Regions from separate parts of the Sus scrofa genome. Here all the other regions are linked to region 2. The links are chromatin contacts, called in public Hi-C and promoter capture Hi-C maps. All regions are on one chromosome and are shown on one strand. The core of a region is the stretch at or near the end of the contact, and the rest is flanking DNA. Distances in the headings are between cores, read along the strand shown. Region 1 holds the start of GOSR1 (Golgi SNAP receptor complex member 1). Region 2 holds the start of CPD (carboxypeptidase D). Region 3 holds the start of BLMH (bleomycin hydrolase).

Region 1 (3,860 bases), core at 819-3,318, 79 kb before region 2:
GGGTTTGAAACCCGTCCTGGCATGGTGGGATCTGGTACTGCCACAGCTGTGGTACAGGTCATAGCTGTGGCTCAGATTCGACCCCTGGCCCGGGAACTTCCATACGCTGTTAAGGTGGCCAAAAAAAAAAAAAAAAGAAAAAGAAAAGAAAAAGCTTGCTGAAAGATATTTGGAGAGGCTAAATTTAACAGTAAACAATGTACTCCAACAAAGTCAAATATGACAGAAATAAGAACCTAAGTTTTAAAAGAAGAGAAGCAAACAAGCATGCAGAGGAACTGGTGTAATAATAGTTTGGCATCTAGGTGGCTGAGTGAAGCCAGTCTGTTAACACATATCTAGATGTGTGTACTCTCATTCACGGTGAAGCAGAAGTCAAAATAAAAGGGCTGAAATACTGAAGGCATAGCATAAAGATCTCACCTTTCAGGGATAAGGAATATTAAACACTATTCCAATAATATCATCAGCAACAAGAAGCACGAAGCAGCGCGCAGGAAATACAGTGGAGCACATTCTCCAAGAGATCAAACCTCAGAATCTCAGCTCAGCCTGAAGTTCTGAGGTTCTAAGAACTGGCTCTGAGATTTATTCACAATCTACTTAACCTATGAATCTCTGCTTTTTGCTTTTCAAACCCCTACCTTCAGGGTTTTCCTATGCGTTAGTAATCATGTGCTTAAAGCACCTGGCACAGAGTAGACTGTCAATAAGCTGCTATAATTCCTTTAGCATGACACTTCCAAAAAGTCAGCCCAACGACTTATACTAAAGCTAACCAACAGACACTTCTACATAATTTTAAAGTATTTTCTAGCTAGCACATACACATTTCAAATAAGCCTTTTAATACGTTTTAAACTATAAGCATGCTTCTCTGTAATCAGGAACTGTCTTCTCTAGCAGAAAACGTCAAGTAAAAGCATTCTCAAAGTATGACGAGCAGGTATGGATGAACTCAGAATTAACTATTTTAGATTAAGTGGCCGACAGTGACAATACTGCCATTTGTGGTGGTTTCCAGAGGTTTCAGTGGGTAGCAAGAGGAAACTGGTTAAAATGGAAAAGGATTCAAAAGAGTTCTATTTTGCAGTAAAGCAGAGACAACTGAAAGAAAAAGGTGCGCCTTTTCTGATCTTTGTTCATCATCATGGTCCAGGAACGAGTTTTACATGAACTTACTTTATCGAACCGTAATTTCAGGAATTAAATAAACGTACTGGTCAAATCACGCGATGCTTTTTGATAGAAGAGATACAGCAATAGTGCAATAATTATAATTAAATGCAATAATTACAAGTCACACTGGTTCTCTCAACTTTCTCTTTTTAACAAAACCGATCTCCAGAACGGAGGGTGGTTATTTCCTCTGCCTTCCAATGCGACTCGACACCCAGTCCTCGAAGTCCCAGCCTGAAGCTGCCAAGGAGGAAGACATTCCGCTCACACAGCTTCCTTCGATGGACCGGCCTGACAAGTTCCTCCTTTCTCTTTTCCTACTCAATTATCCAACAGTGACTCTAAGGCGCTGACTCCTCCAGCCTCCTGGGCTCGGGATATTCTCGCTCAACCCTCGTTTCCTCCCAGAGTTCATACTCCAAATCCCTCGTTCGAGTTCTGCTACCCCCTCAACCCAGCTTTCCTCCGGCGACTCAGGCCTTCTTCCTCTCGGTCCCGGCTCAGCTCTCTCCGCCCAACCACTGCTCCAGGTCCGGCTGCCGCTCAGGGCAGCCCCCTCCCCAGACCATACGGTCTCTAGAGCCCCCAGGCCCAGGGGTACCCACTAGACCAGCCCCACCCCTCAGCTCGGGCGCTCCAGAAGCCAGGCTCTTCTCTCTGCAGCGTCCCTCAAGACCTGTCTTCACTCAGTCCCTCTGCGTCTCAGCGAGACTAACCGAGGTCTCCACTCACCTTCCCAGTAATTGCTGGTTCCTGCCGCCATCTTTGTTGTCCAACGTCAGGCGGGATAGGAGAGCGGAGGCGATGCGAGCCAGAGAGTCACCTCCACGCCTTCTTCCGCCTGGCGCCAGGGCCGATGGGATACGTGAGCCTCCAGAGACACCGCCACCTGGCGGTCAATTCATTATTTTACACCTTTCTGAAAACCCATGTTTAGAATTTGACGCTCCCTGACATCTTTCTGGTGTTCACATCCGCTCTCCGCGCCCGAAACTGGCATACTCACCCTCAGCTGGACTAATTCTCTCTTTAGCAGGTACCTTCTAGGCTGAGAAGAACGTTATCCTTAGACGCAACTACCTGTTTTGTTCACCTTCTCTCAAATGTGTACCTTCAGCCAGCCTCTTTTTTTCGGGGCCAAAGGCTCTTTTCTTCCCACGACCAACCTCTTCATCCTACCTCCCCCTGTGCTCCGCTATCCCGCGTTTCTAACTTATGCCCTCTTCTCCACTGGCCGCCTTTTCCTCTGTCTAGGAGTCCCAGCCCTCTTTCCTTTCTAGCCAACAAATATATGAAGCATATTCTAACTGCTTCAACGTTCCTCATCTTGACCCCTCAACCTGCTAAAATCAGCTGTCCAGAGCCACCCTTTATAGACAGATAAATTATCCCAACCTACTTGTGTCCATTTTTCGCTAGTTCTGGTGAAGTGTAGAACCCTTTCCTCCTGCAAAGTTTTTAAAATCACACCTGCGCCTTTATTCACTACCATTTATAGTTGTCTTTAATATTTCCCCTATGTTCCCTGAGAACCACATCATATAATATTATAATCTTTGCTTTGACTGTCAAACATAGATTTTAAAAGAAGGAAAGCCATATTTTGTGTTACTGATACATTTTTTTTTACTCTTCCAATTTTTCTTTCTTCCTCCCTGATGTTCCAAGATTCCTTTTTTATCATTTTCTTTCTGTTTCAAGAACTTCCTTTAGCCATTTGTTAAAAGAGTAGATCAGCTGGAGACAAATTCTATTATTTTTTCTTCATCTGAGATGTCTTGATTTCCCTTTCCTTCCTGAAAAATATTATTGCCGGATATAGAATCTGGGGTTGACAGTTTCTTTTTTTCAGCACTTGAAAAGTGGGCTAATTCCTTCCTGCTTCTACAAGTTCTAATGAGAAATTGAATTGTTTTTCCATTATAGCTAAGAGATCGTTCTCTCTGCTTTAAAAACTTTTTTTTTTTTTTTTTTTTTAGTTTTCAGAAAGTTGATTATGGTGTGTTTTAGCATAGATTTCTTTGGTTTTATACTGTTTGGGATTTTCTCAGCTTCTTGAATCTTAGGTTTATGTCTTTTGACACATTTGGGAAAGATTTTCAGAGATTACTTCTTCTAATACTTTTTCTGCCTCTATCCTGTTATTCTTCTCTTGGGACTCCGATGATGTGAATGTTAAATCTTTTTGTTATAGTCCTACATATCCCTAAGGCACTACTAATTTGTTCAGTCTATTTTCTATTCTTTAGATTGGTAATTTCTACTGTTCTGTCTTCAAGTTCATTGATAGGCGTGTCTTTCCTCTGTCCCCTCCATTCTGCTGTCAAGCCCATTCACTGAGTTTTTAATTATTGTATTTTTCAGATTAAAAATATCCATTTGGTTCCTCATTATCTCTTCTTTTTTTTATTTTATTTTTTTGTCTTTTGTTGTTGTTGTTGTTATCGTTGTTGTTGTTGTTGCTATTTCTTGGGCTGCTCTCGCGGCATATGGAGGTTCCCAGGCTAGGGGTTGAATCGGAGCTGTAGCCACTGGCCTACGCCAGAGCTACAGTAACGCGGATCCGAGCCGTGTCTGCAACCTACACCACAGCTCACAGCAACGCCGGATCATTAACCCACTGAGCAAGGGCAGGGATCAACCCGCAACCTTATGGTTCCTAGTCGGATTCGTCAACCACT
Region 2 (3,742 bases), core at 226-2,725:
ACCATCATCTGTCACTTTCAGGGTACAGTCTCCCTCCACTGCTGCTAAGAGTACTAAGAAGCAGAAGGTTGGAGGCTAAGTCTCAGCTACACTCCTTAACTCTGTAAAATACTTACAATCTGACTCTCGACTTCCCCATATGCAAAATAATGATGTTAATACCGTCTACCCCATCAGGTTGTGGCCAACATAAGCTGAGCTCATGCAGTCCATGAAACGGGCTTAGCAAACTGCCTTGGTCATAAAATAATTGCAATATTGTCGACTAATCTACAAAATAAGTGAGCTGACCTAGGTCATCCTTAAGGTCTACCTCATATTCTACGGTCCTGTGGGACTAGGGACCAGAATGCCAAGGTGTCTCCTCTCCAGGCAAACAGCGCTCTCTGCATTCTTTGAACAAATGACAGCCTCGAGGCAGCGCTTCTCGGACAATTAGCGGGACAGGAGGCTAAGCGGCCTGGGCCCTTTCCCCGTTATGGAGTGTCGCCCGCTGCCCTCACTACCCCAGTTCCTTAGGCCTGCAGGCTCTGTTTGAGCGCCTACTGAGTCCCAAATCCAGACTCCGCCGGTGGAGGAGGCTCACGTGGAGGGTGGGTGGCGACAAGGAGGGCGGTGGAGAGAGGACAACACTCACTTGTTCCTGCGGATCCACTCGATCAGGGCGCGCACCTCAGGCACGTCGTCCAGGGACGGGGGTTCGCCCGTGCTGAACTGGTCCGGGAAGCTGCGGTTGAGGTCGCGGCCGCGGCTATTGTCACGGCCGCTGGCCCCGGGAGGGCCGCTGTCGCTGAGACCGCAGTCACCCTCGCGGGCGCGCTCGAAGCCGTCGGGGTTGAGGCTGGGCAGCACATACACATCGGTGGTGTTGAGCAGGCGGACCAGGCGCGGGTCCCCACGGCGGTAGCCAGCCGCCAGCTCGCGGGCCAGGTAGATGAGCACCTGGCGGGACACGGTCTCGTCGCCGTGCATATTGCCCACTAGCTTCACCTGAGGCCGGCCGGGCAGGAGCGGCCCCGCCGCGTCGAGCCCCGTGTCGCCGTCAGGAGGCGGCGGCCCCAGGCCGGCCGTGAGGCGCAGCACCCAGAGCGGCCGACCCTCCACCGAGCTGCCGATGCTGAAGAGGCGAGCCAGGCCCGGGGGCCCGGCAGCCGCCGCCTCCCTCAGCACGGAGCCCAGCTCCTCTTCGTGGTAGTAGCGGTCGAACTGGCCCTCGTCCGCCTCGGCGCCCGCGCTTGTCGTTGTCGTCGTGGCCTCCGCCTTCTTGATGTGTGCTGCCTGGACCGGGCTCCGCAGCAGCAGCAGCAGGCACATAAGCAGCGGGAGGCGCCCCCGCCGCCAGGGTGGCCGCGCGTCCCAGCCGCTCGCCATCTTCCAGCAGCGCCGCTAACCCCGGCTCCGTTCCCGCAACTCGGCGCTCCGGGCGGCGGAGGCCCGCCGGATCCCCTCCGCTCCTAGCAACCCCATCCCGCCCTCCAGCCGCAGCCAATCGCCAACCGGTCTGCTGCGGCGTCACGCCGGGGGGCGGGGCTGTCCTTAAAGCAGCCGATTCCCTCTGGGTGTGCCTTCCTTCTGTCCGGGAAGAGTTCGGTCACTCTTTTCCGTCGTCAAGGTTCCTGTCGCTCTTATTCTCTCCTCCCCGTTTCCTCTTCTGCGTTTGCTCCGTTTTTCCTCTACTCGCTCAGTCTCTTCTTTTTGGCTTACCCCTTAAATTCTCACCCCCTTTTCTCGGAGTACTCTTCCTAGCCTCCTTCCCATCTTTGTTGCAGCTTTTCCCAGCTGCGCTTTAACGCTTAGAACAGAGAATCGAAAGAATCAGAAGGTTCGAAAGAATCAAAGGACACACACACACACACACACACAAAATCAAAAGGTTCGAAAGAATCTACCCTAGAAGAGCCAGAGGACGCCTCAGCCCTTTCTACCGGAGTTGTCCTGCCTCGGCTAGAGCCAGCGCCCCGCCAGCAATTGAAGAGACTAGGACACTTGGAGTGGCACAGGGCTCACAATCTCATTCCAGTGTTTAGATTCTTTGTTAAAAGAAGGTGTTTCCTTTATGTTTAGTGGAAATCTGCTATGTCGTAGGGTCCCTTTGTGTTAATGGATGTACTTCGTTGGTGTTACCCAGGTTATTTCACTGCCACTGGTTCCTGTGTGTGCTGGTCTCAAAAGCCCTGTAGGCAGTTTTCATTTCATGGTTCACTTACCCACCTCTCACACCTCTCCTGGGTGAGTTACTTGAACTGTGCCCTTAGAATGACATTTTAAAAGCAGCAGGTATAACATTTCTGGAAACACTTGCTTGGTGAGTATAATTCCTAAACACCTCAAAGCTGGCAAATACAGTGGTTTATCATCTTAGAGAAGAGCCCTTTAAACTGGTCTTTAAAGTAGGCTTTAGTCACTTAAGCTTGAAGAAACATGAAACCTCACAACCCTTTTTATCAAGTGTGAATTCTACCCATCAAAGAACATAATTGCAATAACTGTTGTAGTTTCTTATTTCTGAGCCAAGTGTTTCAAATGTTCTTCCTTGAACTATGATTGAACCCTAATATAAACAGTAAAGAGTTCATTCATTCATTTATCAAATATTTATTGAGCAACTGCTGTGTGCCAGAGGTAAATACCAATAAGCAATTCCTTCTGCTCAGTTAGAGATTGGATACAGTTTGTGATCAGTGGTACAACAGGGATATGGGGGCCCAGGTGAGGGAAACCTCATTCAACCCAAGAAGGAGTAAGAGAGAAGGTGAGAAACTGGGAGAAAAAGGGAAGAATTCTGGGCAGAAGGAGGAGCAAGCACTGAAGGCTGCAAGGCTTGAGAACGAATAAAACTGCACATTCTGGGGGCTGCATGTGGATCAGGATTGTAAAGGAGCTCACAGATGTGAAGGACACAAGCTAGAGAAGCAGGACCAGAACCCGAACAGCCTTGCAAGCCAGGCTCTGGGGAGCATTTGCTCCCTAAGTCCCTGGTGGATTTTAAGCTAGTTTGGAAAAATCCTTCTAACAGTAACATGGAGAATGGAGTGGATTGCCTAAATCTTGAGACCAAGAACTTGTAATGAAGATATAATCCAAGAAAACACGATGAGCCTCTGAACCCTTGAGGGCAGTGCCAGTGGAGATGGAAAGAGGGAACTGGATTTGAAAGACCTTTAGGAGAGAAAGTGGACAGGATCTGGTGACAGAGGATTGTCGGCTGACTTCAAGTTACAGCAAAAGCAACTTGCGGGTGTTCACTGAGGTATAGGACAGGAGGAAGTTCAGCTTAGGTGAAGATGATGACTTCAGCACAGTTACTGTGGTCCCTGTGAGCGCCTCTTCTCCTCTGTGCCTGTTTGGTTCAATGCGCTGTTGCACAGCAGCTGCAACTCATCAGAAACAAAGCCCCAACTCTGCACAGAGACCACTTCCCCCCCCCACCCCCGGGGGAGTGCTTAATCATTACCCTGCGCATTTTTACAATAATCCAAATCAAAGAAGCCCCAGGGGACGTGTTAAACTCTAATCAAACATTTCCTTTTCTACCATTTTCACTCTCCTTTGAAACCTCTTCCTGCCAACTCACTCCTACAGCCTCACCTAGAGAGGCAGTAAATAAACAAGTATGAGGGCAGTGAAATAATATGCTGTAACTCGAGCCAGCGCCCTCCCATGAATCCTCAGTCCTCCTGCCTTGAGACTACAACCTCTTTCATGTCTGGAGCCTCCCACCTAAGCAGGTAACCCTGTGCTG
Region 3 (3,843 bases), core at 867-3,366, 69 kb after region 2:
TGGACATCAGGGCCCATTCACCCCACTCAGCCTGGTACCTCTGTGCCATAAACACACTGTACAGCTGCATGCTGCTGCCCAGAGAACAATTCTTGGTCCTTATCTCTTTTGCGTTTTTCTCTTTCCCTCTACAACCTTGTTGACTTTCAAGGTTTTAAGACCTACATGTCTTAAACAGTTCTAGACATCTTTTCATCTGCCTCCTGAACTTCTCTTTCTGGGTGTCCTGCGGGTACCCCAAACTTACCAAGGCCCAAACTAAATTCATTATCTGTTCACCTGCACATTCCCAGATATGTCTATTTTTCTGTGTTCCTTCTCTTGGTTAATAATACCACTATCCACCCACTCATTCCAGGAAAAACTTCCAAATTATCTGTGCCTCTTCTTCCAGTTTAAAGCTTTTGTCACCTCTCAAGTGCACTATAGGATTAGCCTTCTAGTTCTATCTCTCCCCACTGCTGTTCTGTTTCTTTTTTTTACATGGAAATGAGCACACTGCTCCCTTGCTCAAAAAAGCTATTTGGGCTTCTAATTAACCATAGGATAAAATCTAGATGCTCTAGGCACGGCATGTAAAATCCTTCATATCTTGGCCAAAGCCTACCTTTCCAGTCCTATACCTTCCCTCTGATCTCAACAACTTCCCTGTTCTTAACCACATCAGACTGTGGTTTCTTGAACATGATTTTGCCACGTGCTTTAACGCCTCAGTGCCTTTGCTGGTGCCTTGCACACCCTCCCTCTGGTTTTTGCCTTGTAAAATCACATCAGCCACTCTTAAAGCCTATGCTGTGACCTCTTTATTCAGGTGCCTCTAGTCCTGATTAATCACCCCTTCCTCACTGCTTTTACAGCTCTGTTGGTATGTTAGTATAGTCTAAAAGCTGTATCCCATTTTTCCCACTACACTGTCTGTTTCTTAAGGGCAAATTTAAGCTTGCTGGTCTCCGGATCATCAGCAGCTTGTCCAGTGCCCTTACATGGTAGACACTGAATAAAATTTCATGAGTTGAATTGGGCAGATGCTTGAACATTATTTTATGAAAGGACCAAGGATTTCTTTCAGCATAACTTTTAGCCTGTTCCTTTTCTTCAGACATAAGAAAAATCTCAGAATGGGACAACTGATGGGCCCTGCTGGAGAAAGTTTCTATGACATATCCCCAAACTTCAGTTAGGTTTCTCTATAGGGACAAAGTAACTGTGATTTCTAAAAAGACTAACTGGTGTCTGAGTATGGATTTTTCCAGATACTAGAGTCTTTAGAACCAGAGATTATTTTCAATCTAGGACCTAGATTATAGGTTCCACAGAAGACTCTCACTGTTCCAAGTAGCAGAATCAGACTTTTCAGCAGTAGGCAGTTATCACCTGTGGGTCCCACCCCAATATCCCTGTAAGGTTTGAGATTTCAGAGCGTGAAAAACAATATAAAAAGGCTTCACTATCTCAAAACCTGACTAAATGTCTGAGTTATCCTGAAAGCCTGAGAAGGGGGATGCCTCTCATTTGCAGGTTTTGCAGAGGCATGAGCAAAACAGTCTGGGTGTACAAGACTGACTTCTGTCATTTCCCTTAGTTAAACCCCGGTCTAGGTAAGAAACACTCACCTACTTCATAAAGCCCAGGATGGCTAACTTCCTTGAAATGGGTAATTGCATATTTGTAGAACCGTGGTAGCTTCTGAGTGGGTAAGAACAAGCTTGATTCCCAATCGCCTCCAAACACAAAAACTTGGTTCTGACTAGAATCCCAACAAGTTGCCACTGAAAGTGAGCGATGTCTAGAATTCTAGCAACAAGTGGCCATTGAAAGTGCAGTGACTGACATCTTAAATCAACTATACTTCAATAAAACTTTAAAAAAATGAAAAAAAAATACTTTGCTGTACAGCAGAAAATAGCACAACCTTGTGAATCAACTATAGGTGAATACAATTTTAAGAAATGAAAAAAAAAAAAAAGTGCAGTGACTGGTAGGCACAGGACGCGTATCAGAAGAGCCCTTGGGTTCATCTTTTTGTGACCAGTCAACCTATCCTAAGTCAGGGGCTTAATTTTGCGGCCTTTCACGCCGCTGTACGGCCTGGAGCCCCCTCATGGCTTCTGAAAAGGCTTTACAGGGTCAAGTCCACAGACTAGCGTATTCAGCCTCGGGGCCCAGCACAGGACGCCTTCGGGTTCCCGCTTGGTCCCCGGAGGGCGCCCCGGTGGCCTGGGAGCGTCATCACGGCTTGCGGAGGACGCCCGCGCCACGCGGACGGAGGCGCTGCAGCGGGGAGCTGAGGAAGGCGGCAGCGGCGTGGGCGGGAGCCAGGAGGGAAGCCGCTCCGGGCGGGGTGAGGGGGGCGCAGGCGGCCCCGGGCGCCTCGGCGGGCCCGCCCCCTCGGCCCTCCCCCGGGCGGGGCCAGCCCCGACGGCGCTGACTCAGCAACGCGTGGGGGGAGTTTTGTCCCTCCGCGGACCCCGTTTCCCTCGCCCTCAGCCCTCCGCCGCCACCGAGCCGGTTTCCTCTTTCCGGCGCCCCGGGTGCGAGAGGCTGGTCCAGCCGCTTGGGTTAGCGAGTCGCTCTGCTGTCCGGCTCTTGTCTGAGGACCCCGAAACTACCGTTCCCCGGCCAGGCAGCGTGGGCGCCATGAACGAAGCAGGTGAGGCGCCGCTCTTCCACGCCGAGGCTCTTCCACGCCGAGGCTCTGCCGGCTGCCCTCTGGGGGCTCAGCTGCGCCCCATAGGCCCGGCGGCGGGGAAGGGCCGGGGCTGGGGCCGGGGGCGATGGCGGGGATGGAGCTTTCTGGGCGGGCTGGAGCGGCCCGGAGGAAGGCAGCATCTTGGGCTAGGACCCCGGTGAAGGGCTTCTCTCTTGCTGTGGTCACCTCAGGATGCTCTTACCAAGTTAGAGCCGGAGTGTGGGAGTCCCGCACAGTCTCCTCAGCCTCTTTTTGATGTTATAATCCCTTTGGGTCTTCCGAGCAGGACTGAATTCGGAGAAGGTAGCTGCTCTGCTTCAGAAACTGAATTCCGACCCCCAGTTCGTACTGGCCCAGAATGTCGGCACCACCCACGATCTGCTGGACATCTGTCTGAAGAGGGCCACGGTCCAGGGTACTCAGCATGTGTTCCAGCACACGGTGCATCAGGAGGGCAAGCCAGTCACCAACCAGAAGAGCTCAGGTGAGAGCTTCAGACTTCTTGCACACTTGCCTTGACTTTCTTGACAGCCTCCCTTTGTGGTGTCTTAGTTAAGAATGGCCTTAGGGGAAGCAGAGTTTTGGATTGAAAGAACCTGTGGTAAGTTCTTAGAGAGCAGCCACAGGTACAGGCAGGATCAAGAACATTACCTTGTGACTTGTTTTGGTGCTCCGTGCTTCTTAGTGTAATTTGAGCACTAGAGTGACTGACTAGTCCACGGTCATTTGACTGAATGCAATGCAGTATGTTCTTTTTGAAGTTGTGTGATTGCAGCCCCATGTCTTTGTGATACATGTTCTTGGTACAGAACAAACCATACAGAAATATTCATACCCTAGTGGACTCCCCCATGTTGCCCTGAAAGTCATGGGCAAATGTATGGGATGGAAAAGACACCAAGAAATAGCATCAATATGTCATCAGATGTTATGTTTAAATATGCCTGTGTGCTAATGGGCTCACTTCCCACCAACAGACGGGTTTGTAATACAGAAGAATATTCATTTCTCATGCCTTGTGGTCACAGGCCCTTGTTTTGCTCTCTAGTACCACTAGAAAACAGAAGAACAGCTATAGTGAAAGATGGGTTATCCAGGAATAAGGAGAACATTCTCACAACAGAATTGTACTAAAAGGAGTTTTTAAAGTCTGT

Evidence for each region. Promoter capture Hi-C pulls out the DNA fragments that hold promoters and counts their contacts. A called contact is a pair of places that touch in the nucleus more often than the background predicts.
Region 1: a contact with region 2 is called in a promoter capture Hi-C map of liver, with 2.2 times the contacts expected there. The contact joins the promoter of GOSR1 here to the promoter of CPD in region 2. A contact is called at or near these places in 3 of 5 promoter capture datasets (fetal liver, fetal skeletal muscle and liver), 2 of 47 Hi-C or Micro-C datasets (embryonic fibroblasts and epiblast stem cells) and 1 of 2 datasets of contacts at active chromatin or transcription factors (alveolar macrophages).
Region 3: a contact with region 2 is called in a Hi-C map of brain, with 4 times the contacts expected there. The contact joins the promoter of BLMH here to the promoter of CPD in region 2. A contact is called at or near these places in 5 of 47 Hi-C or Micro-C datasets (brain, embryonic fibroblasts, heart right ventricle and 2 more) and 1 of 2 datasets of contacts at active chromatin or transcription factors (alveolar macrophages).

Annotation. Positions count from the first base shown.
Region 1 is chr12:46,539,332-46,543,191 of Sscrofa11.1, reverse strand. It overlaps GOSR1 (Golgi SNAP receptor complex member 1), which reads right to left and starts at 2,068. Exons shown (of 9, transcript XM_003131787.5): 1 at 1,912-2,068. The coding sequence starts at 1,942.
Region 2 is chr12:46,459,936-46,463,677 of Sscrofa11.1, reverse strand. CPD (carboxypeptidase D) reads right to left here and starts at 1,475. Exons shown (of 21, transcript XM_003131786.4): 1 at 638-1,475. The coding sequence starts at 1,371.
Region 3 is chr12:46,391,915-46,395,757 of Sscrofa11.1, reverse strand. It overlaps BLMH (bleomycin hydrolase), which reads left to right and starts at 2,116. Exons shown (of 13, transcript XM_021067523.1): 1 at 2,116-2,650; 2 at 2,976-3,173. The coding sequence starts at 2,638. LOC106505486 (a long non-coding RNA gene) reads right to left here and starts at 2,116. Exons shown (of 3, transcript XR_002337293.1): 1 at 1,614-2,116.